Regions from separate parts of the Mus musculus genome. Here region 2 is linked to region 1. The links are chromatin contacts, called in public HiChIP or PLAC-seq maps. All regions are on one chromosome and are shown on one strand. Each heading gives the region's core, a stretch centred on a gene start, on an enhancer-like site or on the middle of the called end of the contact. The rest is flanking DNA. Distances are from core to core; before and after follow the strand shown. Region 1 has its middle 51 kb from the start of Rnf24. Region 2 holds the start of Smox (spermine oxidase).

Evidence for each region. HiChIP or PLAC-seq counts read pairs in DNA pulled down with a chosen protein or histone mark.
Region 2: an H3K4me3 HiChIP or PLAC-seq map of intestinal villus epithelium shows a contact between it and region 1, with 5 read pairs. The contact joins the promoter of Smox here to the enhancer-like site in region 1. A contact is called at or near these places in 8 of 39 promoter capture datasets (the 3T3-L1 cell line, 3T3-L1-derived adipocytes, the C10 cell line and 5 more), 3 of 15 datasets of contacts at CTCF or cohesin (the NIH/3T3 cell line and large pre-B cells), 16 of 484 Hi-C or Micro-C datasets (the C10 cell line, the CH12 cell line, the F1.1 cell line and 11 more), 10 of 115 datasets of contacts at active chromatin or transcription factors (bone marrow-derived macrophages, craniofacial prominence, double positive thymocytes and 6 more) and 2 of 9 other capture datasets (adipose tissue and embryonic stem cells).

What each region holds. Positions count from the first base shown.
Region 1 is chr2:131,402,925-131,405,624 of GRCm38.p6, forward strand. No RefSeq gene overlaps it. Among named protein-coding and RNA genes, the nearest start is that of Rnf24, 51 kb to the left of the region's middle. Within about 2 kb of position 1,422, at least 58 of the 459 cell types and tissues checked have an H3K27ac peak or open chromatin away from gene starts, as enhancers often do. A contact at or near this core is called in embryonic fibroblasts, intestinal villus epithelium and pancreatic cancer cells, where this site is marked.
Region 2 is chr2:131,490,598-131,493,297 of GRCm38.p6, forward strand. It overlaps Smox (spermine oxidase), which reads left to right and starts at 1,265. Exons shown (of 7, transcript NM_145533.2): 1 at 1,265-1,439. Gm30679 reads right to left here and starts at 1,679. Exons shown (of 2, transcript XM_030252306.1): 1 at 971-1,679. The coding sequence starts at 1,577.

The DNA.
Region 1 (2,700 bases), core at 172-2,671:
GAAAAGAAAAAAGAAAAAGGAAAAACATTAAACAAAATAGGCAGTGAGCTAGGTTTTATTGTAGTTTGTTGACCCTTGGCCTTGAAGGAACACCATAGATATCTAGCCACCTTCGGAAGTCATGAGTAAAAACATGTTAGTTGAGTACAAATGTTAAAGACAGAGCACTGAGCAAACTCTGAGTGTGTGGATGCTGGGGAGAGTAGTACGTCAGTCAGAGTCCTGGCAGGAAAACAGAAACCATTTAAACAGAGGCAATTAAGTGCACGTAGTCAGTTGTAGGGGTGATGAAGAGCCTGGAAGGTAGTCACGGCAGTCAAGGAAGTTAGCAATGGCATAGAAATTGTTACTGATCCTTTGAAGCAGGGAAGGACCTAGGACACTACTAGAAGCAGGGACCATATAGCTACTGGGTGACTGTAGCTCATGCTGTCTCCCTCCTTTGCCCTTCCCTCTGTCACTCACTGGTCACCAAGCTATGATCTGGTGTGAGCATGTGACAGCCAGCTCCTGCTGTATAGGCTGATCGGGGAAAGGTGAGAAGGCTTAGGCTCAGCTGAAGGGACATCATCTGGAGTAATGTCTGGAATGTTAGGTCACTGATTGGCATAAGGAGGGAGGGTGATAGTCTGGGTGCAGGCTTAAGGTATCTGAGAGGTATAGAATGTAGGGAGGATATTCCCTTAAGCCAGATTTGATACTGACTTTATAGCAGGCTTTGGCAAATATGTGTCACATAGTCTTGTTTTGCCTAAAAATAAAATGTAAAAACCATTCTTAGCTCCCAAGTGACATAAAAACCAAGTCACAGGCAGCCACAGCTGATCTGTGAGATCTAGTCTGCCAAGCTGATCTTGAATGACTTATTTATTTGAGATAGAGTCTCACTATGTTGCCCAGACTGGTCTTGAACTACTGAGGTTAGCAATCCCCCTGCCTCAGCTTCCCACAGATCTGGGGACTACACTTGGATACCACTCTGTCTCGGTGTTTTGGGTAGTGCCAGGGATCACAGCCAGTGCTTTGCACAGGCCAGGCAAGCACTCTGCCATAAAACCATACTCCCAGCCAGAAAGGACTGCTTCAGGACTGGAGTGGACAGGAGCCTGAGGGAGGAGACATGAAGGCCAGAATGGACGCTGCCGATACTCCTGGAGAGTAAGAGATGAGTCAGAGATGTAGAATGGGTGGGGCAAAGATAACCACCACTATGACGCCTAAGGTAGGTATAGAGGGATTTCCAAACAGACACATTAAATAGTCACCCAGTTAACTCGGACTTCCCAAGCAATCCCTTGCTTCAGAAAGCCAAAGGGAAGTCCTGCCATTCAGGGTGACATCTTCACTATAGCCTTCCTTCCTCACCCCACCTCTAACCTTTGTTCAGGCAGAATGGGTGGAAGAGCAGGTCTCCACACTTTCAGGAAGTGAAGAGTCAGGCTGCCAGTGACTCACTTACTGCTCAGTCTAGAATTCAGGGACCTCTTTCCTCTTGTCCTCATTTTCAAGCCTTGGCTGCTGTTCTAGGACAACAGGGGAGCCCTTCCAGCACCCTCCCGTGCTTTCTTATGGGATTTGGGTCCAAAGTAGAAATGAGAGATAGGCAAAGCTCTCATCTAGCCCTGGGCTCTGACGCCTGCTGCTAGCCCTTGCAGCGGCCTAATCACAGGCTGCTTGTGTCTGACAGGGCTGGGGAGTGTCTCTATGGTCTACTAGAAGCAGAGAAACGGGGCTCTAAGTGCTACTTTGGTAAGATGAGGAAGGCAGAGCCCACACAGGGTGCCTTGCCAAGCTGGTTGCTATTGTAGATGACTTGAAACTGGAGTTTCATGCAGCCGGGGCTCACTGAAGTTATGTAGCATCAAAAAGATAGGGAGGCTTTCATGGAACCCCTTCTAGATCTTTCTCATAGGCACTTAACTCAGGAACAAACTGAGAAGCAAAATTGACCTTAGTCACGTGGGGTGGCTTGTGACAGATGGAGAGCTGAAACTTGGAGTCTGTGGGTCTCAGGCCCCCCACTATGTTTTAGGCTGCTGTCATGAATCTTCTGGAATCTGCTCTTGCTGTCTCATAGGCTGACTCTACTCTTGCCCCAGGCTCCTGCTGTACTACTAACCACCATCCATATTCACTGCAGCTTCTCAGAGGCCAACAGGCAGGGAAGGGGAAGGAACCAATGCAAGGCCAACTGGTCCTGTCGGACCCAGGCACAAGGGTGAACAGGAGCCCGAGTAGAGCTGGGATCTTGGAGGTTGTCAACTGGTCAAGCATTTGTAGGAGGGAGTGTTTGGCAGAAGTAGAGCTAACAGGACAGAGGAAGCATGGAGGACACACAGGGGCTGAGTGATGCTCTGTGCAGGGCTGAGTGATGCTCTGTGCAGGGCTGAGTGATGCTCTGTGCAGGGCTGAGTGATGCTCTGTGCAGGGCTGAGTGATACTCTATGCAGAGCTGAGTGATGCTCTGAGCAGGGCTGAGTGATGCTCTGTGCAGGGCTGAGTGATGCTCTGTGCAGGGCTGAGTGATGCTCTGTGCAGAGCTGAGTGATGCTCTGTGCAGGGCTGAGTGATGTTCTATGTGGGGCTGAGTGATGCTCTGTGCAGGGCTGAGTGGTGCCCTGTGCAGGGCTGAGTGATGCTCTCTGTGCAGGGCTGAGTGATGCTCTCTATGCAGAGCTGAGTGATGCTCTGTGCAGGGCT
Region 2 (2,700 bases), core at 15-2,514, 88 kb after region 1:
AGCCACATCTCTACTTCTTGCTTCTTTGAGGCAGGCTTTCACTGTGTGGCTCAGCCTGGCCTTGAAGTTGGTATGTAGCCAAGGCTAGCCTTGAACTCTGTACCCCCCCCCCCCCCACATGGCCTTCTGAGGCTGGGATCACGAGCATGTGATCCACATCCAGGATCTCTCCGGGCTGAACCTACAGCGACCTGTGCTCAGCATTGCCTGGTTCCAGGTTGAAATCAGGGGAGGGCCCCCTCCAGAGACACAGTTCGGAGTAGAGGCTCTGCGGCCACCAGGGGCTTGTATTCCCTCGGACCAAGTGTTGACCTGGTGTAGTACCAGCAAAACATACGAAAAAACAGATTAGGAGGTGCAGAGATGAATAAAAAATAATTTTCTTACTTTTGTGTGTGTGTGTGGAGGGGGAGAGTTGGGGGTGGTTCAAGACAGGATTTCTCTGTTTGACTCTGGCTGTCCTACACTTACTCTGTGGTTCAGACTGGCTTTGAACTCAGAGATCCACCTGCTTCTAGAGGGATTCCGCAGTGGTCCTAAACCTGTGGGTTACTATCCCTTAGGGTTCCAACGACCTTTCATAGGGGTCGCATGTCAGATATTTATTTATGTTTCAATTCATAACAGTAGCAACATTACAGTTACGAAGTAGCAATGAAATAATTTTATGGTTGGGGGGTCACTACAACACGAGGAACTGTGTGTCAGCATTAGGAAGCTGGAGAACCACCAGATTAAAGGCATGTGCCACTATTGCCCGCTAAAAAATAATTGATACCAATTAATTTTTTTTTGAAAAAAGGAAAAAGTGCCACCTAGTATTAACGTTGGCTTTTATTAAAAGTTTGAGGGTTTTACTAGGGAAATACACTTTTTAAAAAGGGCCACTTCAGGACATGGGCTGGGTACTGAGAGGATGTGAGCATTCTTTTCCTTTCACCTGAGGTTCCTGGTTCCCGCCGGCACCCACCTGAGACCTGCAGGACGAGAGACAGTCCAGGACAAGAGGGGCCCTTTCTTCTTTTCAAAAGGGCGGCAGAGTCTGGGTAAACTGAGGTGGGCGCAGCGCTCTGACAGTGCCGGAAGACCTCGTCTGCTTTGCAGGGCGGGGCGTCGCGGGGCTGGCTCTGTTTCTGGGCGGATAGGTGGGTGAGGCGTCCCTTTTGCGAGATAGGGGAGTGCAGGTGGCTGTGCCGCGGGCAACTCCAGGCTGGGTGGCCTCGGGCTCCCCGCCCCCGGTGGGCGGGCCCGGGGCGGAGCACCCAGGCGGGGTGGGCCGGGGACGCGAGGCGGAGCGGGGCCCCCGCACAGGCCCCGGCGGCTGGCTCGGCCCTACGGTCCCGGCGGCGGCTGCAGGAGGAAGCCCAGTGGCTGCGGAGGAGGGGAGGCGGAGAGGCCGAGGCCGCTCGCGAAGACGCTCCCGGGCTCCGCAAGGAAAGGTACCGTGCGGCCTCCCCGACCCGGGCTCGGACAGCCACCGAGCCTCGTAGGCAAGGGGCTCCCGATGGAGGCCGGCGGCGGGCGGTGGGCAGAAGAGGCTGCCCGGGCTGGCCGCGACCCCGGGGTCCGGGCCGCATCCTCCGGACGCCCAGCGCGGCGGCGCAGACAAAGCCGGCGAGGCACTCGGTCGGCCCGGAGGGTGTGCGCTGTGGAGGGGAGGGAACACAGCTTGCGGCGGCGGCGGCGGCGGCGGCGGCCCGGCGTCTGCCGGTCTCCTTGGGACAGCTGGAGGAGTGGGGAGCCGCTCTCCCGCGGGTTGCCCCGGGGCTCACAGGCTGCCCGGCTTGGCCGGAGCCAGGCTGACGAAGGGAAGGGAGCAAGTCGCTTCGCCGGGAAGGGGTGCCGAGGCCGGCCGCCGGCTTGGAGGTGGCGCGGCTGTGGAGCAGGTGAGCGGTGCGCGGACCTTTTGGGTCTTGCACCTGAGCAAACCGCGCCGTGGCTGGCCCTTTCGTGAGCCGTGCCCACAGGTTGTTGGAGGAGCCAACTGATAGTGGCACAGCACCGTCCCGCCTGGGGTCCACTTGGCCGAGCTTGTGGGGGAAACAGCAGGTGCTGAGTGGAGGTCACCCAGGCTGGGGGTAAAGAGAAGGTCAAGAAAGTGTTTGAATGGCCCTCATTTATTTGTGTTCTGCTACCTCTGTCCCTTTCCTCTTACAGAGGAAGGAGCATTACAGGGCTTGAAGGGCCGCGCTTCCTCCTGGGCCCTGTGACCATCCCTTTAGATGTCCCTGGCATTTCTTACCCAGCAGGTTTTGAGAACAGTCTTTGTCCGCCCTCGTCATTTCACAGTCTCCCTGTTTGGCTTTGAACCTCATCCCCCGTCAGCCAGGCACCCAATTCCCATCACAAGGATCTCCTCGGAAGTTCTGACTTTAAGCAGTGCCCCTAAGAAGCAGGCACCCTTTCCTTCTGCAGTCCATCCAGGGCCGCTCTAGCAGGTTTTGCTTGCCTTGCAGTGTCTTTAGAAAGCTCTGTCCTAGAGTTGTATCTTTCCCTGGGTGCCCCAGTTCCTCCCTTCTACCAGCCTGCCCTAGCCTGTCCCCTTCCCCTTAGTTTTGCTGTTAAATGCTTGAGGGCCCCAGGGCTCTGTTCTCAGCATTTCCTCTCCTGACTGCCCTTCTTGCCATCCTCTGTTCACTTTCTACCCCTGTTTTTATTCTTTCTTATGATTAAAAAATTAATTTATGAATACAAAGATCT